2 separate regions of the Rattus norvegicus genome follow, and region 1 is linked to region 2. A link is a contact called in public Hi-C data. All regions are on one chromosome and are shown on one strand. The core of a region is the stretch at or near the end of the contact, and the rest is flanking DNA. Distances in the headings are between cores, read along the strand shown. Region 1 holds the start of Proc (protein C, inactivator of coagulation factors Va and VIIIa). Region 2 overlaps LOC120098222.

Region 1 (4,818 bases), core at 1,364-3,863, 40 kb before region 2:
GAGACCAGCCTGGGCTACACAGTGAGATCCTATGAAAACAGATCGAACCATAACCCCCCATACACACACACCTGAGACATGGGTGAAGGAGGACTGACTGTTTGAAGGTGGGGGAGCTAAGGTGGGCACAGGACGGCTCTCCTTTACCCTGTCCTTGACCTCCACAGGTACTCAGTTAACAGCGGTCTTTCATAAAAAGCAATTCTCAGTATTTCTAGTTAACACACATCATAGAATTTTCATACGTGTATGTCACAGTTTGGTCATGTCTGCCTCACTCATAGTCCCCCTTTCTACTTCCGTAGTTTCCATCTGTCGCTCGATCATGTGCATACATGAGAGAAAACAGGCAGAATTGTCTTCTCACCATTACCCTCTCTTGCTCCTTCTCCTTCCCTTTAGAGCCCTCCCTCCCTCTCCTCCTCCCTGCATCCCTCAGAGTCTCCCTTCTCGTTTCATGTGATGTACACGTACATGTACGTGTGAGACTCGCAAGCCTCACACACACATTCGATTCTTCATATACGAGAAAGTATGTCATCTTTGTCTTCTGAGATGACTTGGCATCAAGAGAAGTTAAGCAGTCCAGTCAGTAAAGAGCCGTACTGACCTTAACATTGTAGAGAGCTGATCCTGAGCTGAAAAGTTTCGGACCACAGCATCTCTCCCCGCCTTTCAAATTTTTCCTTTCCCTTTTACTCTTAATGTATTTCTCACCATAAGGTGAGTGCAAGGCTCTGTTCTGGAAATCACAGGTGGCTTGCCCTCCCCTGTCCCCGGCAAAGTCCTGCTGTGATATTTGCAGTAGATCTGACTGAATCTAGGGGGATCAGAGACTGACTCCACCCAAGACCTCAACCTGGTAGAGCATAGCCGCAGCAGGCTGGGGCACCGTTCCCTGCCAGAAACCGGCAAAAAGGCTATAGGCCTTGAAGCCTTAACGTGCTGCTGGCTGCTGGTGCCCAGCACCGTGCAGAGTCCCCAGGAGCTCTAAAGTCATGGGCTCTGCTGAGGAAGTGGAAGGATCTCCTCCAGGCAGCCTGCCAGGCCCACTCCCGGGCGATGAACACATCGGCACTGCAATTCCCAGGCTTCTGGGTTTGGACGTTGCGTCCTCGGGCAGAGTCCATCACGCAGGTTGGGGCGAGCATGTACATCCTGCCAGGCTTGCCAGAGAATTGACCTTTAGGACGAAGTCGGAAGTAGTAGAAGCAGAGGGAAGCCGCGCGTCCACTGGACATCCTCTGGTGTTTGGTGGGGTAGGAGAAAGGCGGCAGCCGACCTGTAGGGGGCCACACCTGGAGCAAGAACAGCCGCGACAAGCGTGTATTTCACAAGTTCCCGGAAAGTAGGGTAGAGCCCTTGCATAGAAACAAAAAAAAAAAAAAAAAAAAAAAAAAAAAAAGTTCTCCAGGGGGGTTGGGGATTTAGCTCAGTGGTAGAGCGCTTGCCTAGGAAGCGCAAGGCCCTGGGTTCGGTCCCCAGCTCTGAAAAAAAGAACCAAAAAAAAAAAAAAAAAGTTCTCCAGGGTGCACAAGCAGACGCTTGTGTGGCATTTGGCCTTTAATGCCTGAGTGACCAGGAACTCAGTGGCCCTTCTCTAGGCAGCCACCACAGCCCTCACAAACAGCGACTGGCTCTCCGCTTCCCACAAGTTTATTTCTAAGTACCTCACGCTCCATCTCTGCCTCCCATCCCACTACTTTCCTACTTCCTGTCTTGGGATCCTCCCACCTCACCTCCAGTGTGTGTGTTGGGGGCGGGGCGGGGTGCTGTCTGGGTCACCTCTCCTCCCGCTTCAGTTTTCTGAATACAGCCGCACACCTGGTCAGTTTACTAAGATCTTATTCCTCAGTGCCGAGATGGAAAATCTGATTGGCTCCCTACGTCAAAGACTTCCCTTCTGTGCCCATGACAGACCACTTGGAGCCAAGCTCCCCACTCAGAGTGGAGCAGCAGGGTCACCAAGAGCGTTAGGGCAAGGAAAAGATAGTTTCCCTGATTCAGGTAGTCTCAAGGAGGGAAGGCACTTAGGGAAACCTGGCAGCTTGCAGAACAGGGCAAGGGCTAAGTCACTCCTTTCTCTCTCTAGCTCACAAAGTGGCTGGCTGTGCTAGGCCTCGTTCTAGTACAGGCCTGCCTCCCAGCAACTCTGCCCATTTGGACAAGTAAGGAAGACTTCTGAAAGTCCCCCTCCTGTAAACTAGAGGGACAGTAAGAGCATCTAATCACTAATGGTCTCCTAGATTGGTAATACATGTAGTTATTTTCAAGTGTGCTGCCCATGAACAAGCTATAATATCTGTTTCTGGTTGCTGTTGTTTGGTTTTTGTTTTCTTTTAAGGTTCCTATCCCTTAGTCACTGCGGGCTAAAATGAGGCCACATTTTCTATTAAGTTTGAACATGCTCAACCTTCTCTTTCTCGTTCCTTTTTGATAGACACCTTCTTCCAAGGCAGAGGTGAATTGGGCACATGGAGCCTTCCAGAGCTGGGATCAGAAAACCTCTTGTTTGTTTGTCTGGGGAAAGGGAGGCTCAGCACCAAGGGCTAAGCAAATATTTGTGGGTTATGGATTAACCTGACTCCCAGACTGACATGGCGGTACCTGGACGAAATTGCAGTTTCTCCTTGGCCCACCCCTGTAAGTCCCCCTCAAGGCAAGACCGTGAAGGGCTGTGGAGGAAGGGGGTGGGGAGGAGATTCCAGCTGGGAGGAAGGTGAAATCCTTGAGCTAAGGTTCTCCAGGCTGACTGAAGCTTGGGGCCAAGGACAATAAGGGCCTGAACTCTATCTAGACCAAGGCATGGTTCCCCATAATCCAGGCGGCCCTCTGGACACGTGAGATTATCTGGATCAAGTGGACATCAGCCAACCGGTTCCCCATGATCTAGACCCATGCTCAGAGCCATCTTGAAGGCTGGAACCCCACTACTCTCCTCTACCTGTTCTTTAAGGTGGAATATTAATTCTGGAAACCAGCAAAGACAGAGAGTAAGGCCAGGAGGGGCTGTGTCACTGGGCTAGGCAGGCCTGCCCACCTGGTCTGGGGGACACTAGAGGCCTTGCAGCTGGACCATTGGTTGGGGGCAGGAGTTAAGGTTCTAGAGTTAGGGCCACAGAGGCTTGGCCTTGAAGCCAGACTCTGCCCTCCTTTTAGGTGTAGGCTTGTGACAAGCAGATTTTGGGTCCCTTCCCATGGAATAGGGGTGAGAACATTAATGCATACCTCTTATAGCAGTGAACAGCGACTGATGAGGATTGGGGGTGTGTGTGTGTGTGTGTGCATGTGTGTGTGCATGTGTATGTACGTGTGTATATGTATGTGCTTGTGTGTGTGTACGTGTGTGTGTGTGTGTGTGTGTGTGTGTGTGTGTGTGTGTGTGTGTGTGTTCTGGTGTTTGGGATTGAACCCAGAGTCTTAAATGCTAAGTATGTTGTCTCCTACCAAACTGTAACCCTCTGTATTCTATACTTATTTAACAGCTTGGGAGAAGGGTTGGGCAGGCTCTGGGAATATGGTTCAGTTGAAGGTGCTTGCCTTCTAGGTATAAGGACCTGACTTTGACTCCTAGAACACGTGGTTTGCTTGTTTGTTGTTTATTTGGAAGCCATGTGTGGTGGTACACACTTACATCCTACGGCTGGAGAGCAGAAACAAGGAGAGTCCCTTGGGCTTGCTGGCAGCCAGTCTACCTGATGAGCTCCAGGCAGTGAGAGGCCTTGTCTCAAAACAGAAGGTAGAAGCCAGGCATGATGGCACACTCTTTAGACCTAGTACTCAAGAGGCAGAGGCAGGTGGGACCCTGTGAATTTAAGGCCAGCCTGGTCTACATTGAAGTTCCAGGATAGCCAAAATAGCTAAGGCCATCTTTTTTAAAAAAAAATCCAGACAATGCATGGGGAAGGACGGATGAGGACAGTCAGTCAAATCCCCCCTGGTCTCCACGTGTGCACAGATCTGTGCACCCAGCAAAGAGCACCATGGTGACTATTTATTTTCCAAGAACTCTTTATGGAAGAAACAGTCTATCCATTTTATAATGACAGAACTGAAGCACGGAGCAGGTAAACATCTTGTTCAATACTGCTCCTCTCTCTCTCTCTCTCTCTCTCTCTCTCTCTCTCTCTCTCTCCTTCTCCCTCTCTCTCTCCCCCCTCCCCCATCCCCTGTAGAAACTGGAGTTTGCCCCAGGCAGTGACTTTTCTGCTTTTGGGCACCTAGAATAAGCCTAGCTCTAAAATCCACAAGACTGTGTGTCTGTCTGTCTGTGCACAGTGTACCCCACTCCCAGACAGCTTCTACACAGACGATGAGCTCACAAACAAGTCCTTTCCCCTTTCCCTTCTTGCTTGCTCTTTCTTTCGTGTGTGTGTGTGTGTGTGTGTGTGTGTGTGTGTGTGTGTGTGTGTGTGAAGAGATCAACCTCAGACATTTTCTTCAGGAGCTTGTGTTTTTGAAGCAGGGGCTCCTGGTGGCCTGGAGCTAGTCACCTGGAGCTGGTCAAGCAGGCTGGGGTGGCTTGCCAACCGTCCACAAGGAACCGCTTATCTTTGCCTCTCCAGCACTGGGGTTACAAGAACATGCTTCCATGGACACCTAGATTTTTGTTTTAATTTTATACGGGTTCTGGGGATCAGACTTAAGTCTTCAAACAGGCATGGAAAGTGCTTTATTGACTAAGATGTCTCCCTGCTTAGGGATGGCCTTCATTCCACTTTTGGGGGAGCCGGGGGGTGGGAGGTGGGAGGGTGGGGTGGGGAGCAGCTCAGCTGTGCGTATCCTTGGAGCTTAGAAGCTCTCCTCAGACAGGTGTCA
Region 2 (5,382 bases), core at 1,966-4,465:
GTTCGGAGGAACATTCGCTATCAAGCATAAACTAACAAACTTTGCTAGTTTCTAGTTAGTTGTTTTAGGCTTAACTTTGAAAATGTACTGGAGACTAAATAAAGCTTATCTCAGAAATTATTTACATTAGTACTTAGCATGACTACTGTATTGTGTACCTGAATAGACCTTAGGAATCTAATAATCTTATCAAATATACATTATTTATCAAACATATTATTATTTATCTAAATTTTCCAGAACAGTTAGCAAAGACATTAGTCAAACATTCATCTTAAATCAGTTTTTGTTAATCTAAGTAGACTTTTATAATCTTAAATTTTTAGCATCATAACAAAAATTCTAAAATATTTGGAGACTTCTACTTCCTTAGTCTAAAAGGATACACAATGATAAACTAAGGGATCAGAAGGACTGAGAAATTTTATAATTGTTGCTTTATGCCAAGTGGTCATCTTAAAGACAGTGAAGTCACATGGCATATACCCTTTAACCTTAGTAAAAATGACTACCAGTCATGTGGCTGCTTACATCTTGATGAGGTCATCAGCCAAGATGGAGGCAAGTCATACAGCTGCTGTTAAATCATGTTTTCCTAGCAGACCTATTTTTTTTAAAGCAAGAGTTGAATCCAAGTTACAAGTACAGCATATTCTACACCAGATTAAATCACATATATAGTATGTTATAACAAATTAAAATCCTTATGTATAGGTTAGTTATAAGCTTCTCGTTGTAAGTTTTAAGCCAAATTTTGTTACAGAATTTATAAATATGGTGTTTATGGAATGGGACTAGAAGAGTGGGGAAGTAAAAAGGATAAAGGTGAGTGTGATCAAACACACTATCTATATATGTAAAATGTCATAATGAAAACCAATTATGTGTAATATATGCTTATAAAATACCAAATACTTTAAATTAATTCTCCAGTGGAATTTATTAGTACTTCCAAGACACTGACAGTTTAAATGTTTTTATTACTTATATGAACTTGCACACATTCTTTTGCTAACTTTAATTTGTTATAAAAACTGCTAGGCTAAATGGGAACTGCCCAAATGACTTCATTTTGTCCTAGTTTTTTTTAGCTAACTCTATCTCAGGCTTCACCCTACTGTTCCCCATCCAAGGCTAAGCATACCTTGATGAACAGAGCATTCTCACACAGCCGTATCTGCAGCTTTAGGAAGTCCATAACATAAAATAAACTTTTTTGGTTTTTCATGGCAGGGTTTCTCTGTTTAGCCCTGGCTGTCTTGGAACTGGCCTAGAATTCAGGCATCTGCCTGCCTCTGCCTCGCTAGTACTGGGATTAAAAGCATGTACCACTACTGCCAGTCTAAACAGACTAAAACAGTGCTAAAACAGACTGCCCCCAAACCCACACCCTTGCCCTGTGACAGGGTTTCTCTGTATAGCCCTGGTTGTTCTGGACTCACTTTGCAGACCAGGCTGGCCTTGAAATCACAGAGGTCCACTTGTCTCTGCTTCCGGAGTGCTGGAATTGGTATATGCCACCATGACTAGCTTAAAACAAACTTAACTACACCTGTTTTATACAGTGCTAGGGAATCAAACTTAGGGATTTGTAGAGCTGGGGGTGCATGCTATAGGTCTTATAAGAAATGTTTTCAAATAAGAACTGTCAGCCAGTCACACTGGGTGCTGTGGTACATGCCTTTAATTCTAGCACTCAGGAGGCAGAAGGAGGATCTGCGTTTGAGGCCAGCCTAGTCCATACAGTATGTTCTAAGACATCCAGGAACTCACTCTTCTGACCTTGCTTCTTCTCTGACTTGGCTTTCAAAAAAGTCTTAGCATAGTTGCATATGCTGTTTTATGTTCTTAGCATAGTTGTGTACACTGGATAACATCCAAAGGACCAGTGCTTACTGACCCACTAGCCTCTGATGGTCTTAATATAAAACTTTTCTGAAAAAACTCTAATTCCACATTATTTCTAGTCAAAACCCTTCTTACTACTTATGAAATGTGCCCCAAAGAGAATTAGAAATCATGCTTCCTGCAAACTCAAATGACAGGTGTCCCTGTTCTATATCACAAGAAATCCTTATTGTTAACTGATTAAGTATTACTTTTTTATCAGTGTGATAAAGGCCAAGAGTTTATTTTGGGCTTACGGCTCCAGAGGGTTGGAGTCCACAGTGGCAGAGTAAAGGTAGCAGGTGGCAAACAGGAGCAGCAGCTGAGGGCTCACATCTTGATCTGCAAGCAGAAAACAGAGAGAGCTAATTCATAGTGGCATGAATTTTTTGAAACCTCAAAGCCCCACCCCTACCCCCAAGTACTATACTTCTTCCAGTAAGGGAACAGAACAGACTTCCTAACCGTCCAGAGATAAGCAATATCTGAGGACCAAATAGTCAAATGCCTTAAACTTAAGGGGCGGGGGGAGATCTCATTCAAATCACCACATTCCCTGGCTCACATAGGCTTATGGCCATATCATAATGCAATATGCATTTAGTACTATTTCAAAAGTCCCTACTGTCTTCCAGTCTCAAAACAGCTTAATAGAGTCCAAACTTTCTGACACTCAAGGCAATCTTTTAATTGAAGACCCTGTAAAGTCAAAAGCAAGTTCCATCCTTCCAGCATACAATGGCACAGAATATATAGTACCATCCCAAAACTGAGGGCTCCAAGTATACTGAGTCAATACTGCACCAATACAAGGCTTTTCAAAACACAGCAGGGCAAACCTCCAAATCCTGTAGCTCCGTGTCTGATGTAAAGGGCTTAGATGGCCTTCCCCTTTTGCTTTGCTGCCTGTCAGATAGATCAATCAACGAATCTCTCTCCTGTCTCTTTCTCTCGGGTTGGCTCCACTCCTTGAGTGCAGTCTCCTTGGTAGATCTCCCACGGCTCTAACATCTTAGAAGCTTCAGTGGAACCCGGATTTACTTCAACTGCCTGGCCTCCATGGCTTTCCTTAACTATAGAGGAAGATTCCACAGTTCCTTTACACATGCATTGAGTATGCCTCTAAAGTCAGAACTGGTTTGATATTGTCAAGGTTCAGCTACCAAATGGCATGAATCCTGCTTCTCTCGAGTCATTTTTTCTAATGGTTTTTGTTAATTCCTTAGGCCTTTTCCTTTCCCTTCTCACAAAATGGAAGTTCAGCTGGGTGGACTCTTGCCCTGAGGGCATTCATCTGTTCATTTCAAAGCAGATCTGGCCTCCCTTAACAGTCTCTCTTCCAGCACAAACCTTGGCTTTAACATTAACCTTGCCAGTGTCCTTTTCCTGTCCAAACTCTACATTTTGTATTTCTTTCTGCCTTATTTGCTTTTCTTCATTGAAGATCTGCAAAAATAAAATGAGTAATTCTTAATAACTACACAACAGAGTTAGTATTAGGCTGGCTTGAAATCTCCTCTGCCAAAGAAGTTGGTAACCTCAGGCAAGTTCTTAAGAAGAGGGCAGAAAGCCACCATATTCTCTGCCAAACATTTTAACAACGGTCTCCAGGGTGTTTGCTTATGTTGTTTCCCTCTGAAAACTCTGAACTGGGCCTCCATAGCTCATGCTGCTCTTAGCAGTCTTGCAAGCTCCTATTAGACTGGCCCATTAAACTCTGCTTTCAGCATTCAACAGCTTTTTTATTTCATGGTTCCGAAGCCTTACACATTGTTCCCCCAAACATATGGTCAGGTCTGTCACAGCTAATGACCCAGTCGTAGTAGCAATTTCTCTATTACTTACTTTTCTATTGTGATGAGACACCATAACCAAAGCAACTTACAGGTTGGTTTATCTGGGGCTTACGGTTTCAGAGGGTTGGAGTCCATGATGGCATAGTGAAGATAAAAGGTGGCAAACAGGAGCAGCAGCTGAGAGCTCACATCTTGAACCACAAGCAGGAAACAAACGGTGGTAACTCTAAATGGCTGAGTCTTTTGAAATCTCAAAGTCCACCTCCAGTAATATAGTCCCAGCAAGGTCACAATCCTTAATCTTCTACTAACAGCCACCAACTGCAGACCAAGTATTTAAGCGCCCCAGACTTAATGGGTATAGTGTCTTAGTTTCCTCTGAGATTGACACATTCCATCTCCCAGGGAAGCTCCTTAAAACAGAAAATAAGTAACTCAAAATAGCTTCAGGAAATCCCTGACATGGACCAGACTCACTAGGCCCCTCCATGTCAGACAGAGAGTAAGTAGGCTAATTGTAGCTCTCAGATGAGCAAAGGTGACTCAGACAAGTCAGGATGCAAACAAGACTCTGAGATCCAATCAGCTGCTTCAAGGAAGTAGTAGTGATTGACTGAACTGCCTAGAAGAGCCTTACACCAACTGAGGTATCTGGTAATGACACTCTCTAACCTGTTAAGTTTCCAGCTTTTGTGAGCTGTCATCCATGTTGGGATGGGCCTTGATGATGCAGCTGTCTTTGAAACATTTCTCCTGCTGTAAGTAACACCAATAAAACTCACTGGTTTACTAAGCTGGACTTGAATGGTTTCCATATCTTGGTCTGTCATTGGGTCCCTGTGTAATGGGTAGACATGTATTTGTTCCATCTCCCCAGACAATTCTGTTACACAATTAAGTGGTCTGCTGAAATAGAGCAGTGAAATGCTACTGGGCTGAGCAGGTAATGTGTTTACTGTGCAAGCCTGACAAAATGAGTTCAATTCCTAGAATCCATGTAAAGTAGGAGAGAATGATTCTCCAAAGTTGTCCTCTGATCTTTACATATATAATGCAGCACCCTTGTGTACACATACATACACGACATACATAGGCAATAGTATATTTCTTTAATGAGGGAGAAATGAAGAAAGCAGAGGAAGCTAGTTCATTAATACCTTGTAAGAAATGCAGAAGGGAATCCTTCAAGTTGTAAAGAAAGGATACTAGACATATCAAAGCCATATAAGTACATAAAATTCTCCTATAACAATAATCACACAAACAAAAAACCCAGCATTAGTGTAATTTTGGTTCACAACTGTTTTTTATTCAACAGTATTTAAAATAGAAAAGCATAAAAAGTTATAAACTTGTTATTGGACACACATATGGTATTTGTGACATTGATAATGTAAGAAAGGAGGATACAGCTAAAAAGAGAAGTTTTGTATGTGATTGAAATTATTAGATAAGATTATTGAAACTTTAGGATGTTCCATGTAAGCTGCATTAAAAGCCACATGAACAATATGCACAAAAAGAAATTAAAGTAAATCACACAAACCACTATAAATATCAACCAGATGCAAATAAACCCTAAAAGAAGAAATGAAGGACCAAAAACTGTAAGACATAGAAAACAAAATGGCAACAGTGAGCCCTTTCCTTTAATAGTTACAGTAGTCACTTTCTCAATGGATTTAATGCCCTAATAGAA

Evidence for each region. Hi-C and Micro-C count contacts between places; a contact is called where the count stands out from the background.
Region 1: a Hi-C map of kidney shows a contact between it and region 2, with 2.1 times the contacts expected there. The contact joins the promoter of Proc here to the enhancer-like site in region 2. A contact is called at or near these places in 4 of 12 Hi-C or Micro-C datasets (hepatocytes, kidney and liver).

The regions. Positions count from the first base shown.
Region 1 is chr18:24,046,736-24,051,553 of GRCr8, reverse strand. It overlaps Proc (protein C, inactivator of coagulation factors Va and VIIIa), which reads left to right and starts at 2,613. Exons shown (of 9, transcript NM_012803.1): 1 at 2,613-2,643; 2 at 4,813-4,818. All of the region lies in intron 1 of LOC120098222, which reads left to right. LOC134482924 (a long non-coding RNA gene) reads right to left here and starts at 1,989. Exons shown (of 3, transcript XR_010059659.1): 1 at 611-1,989; 2 at 1-29.
Region 2 is chr18:24,007,139-24,012,520 of GRCr8, reverse strand. The region is part of intron 1 of LOC120098222; the gene reads left to right. Iws1 (interacts with SUPT6H, CTD assembly factor 1) reads right to left here. Exons shown (of 14, transcript NM_001398635.1): 14 at 4,971-5,382. Among named protein-coding and RNA genes, the nearest start is that of Proc, 39 kb to the left of the region's middle. Within about 2 kb of position 3,215, at least 1 of the 93 cell types and tissues checked has an H3K27ac peak or open chromatin away from gene starts, as enhancers often do. A contact at or near this core is called in kidney, where this site is marked.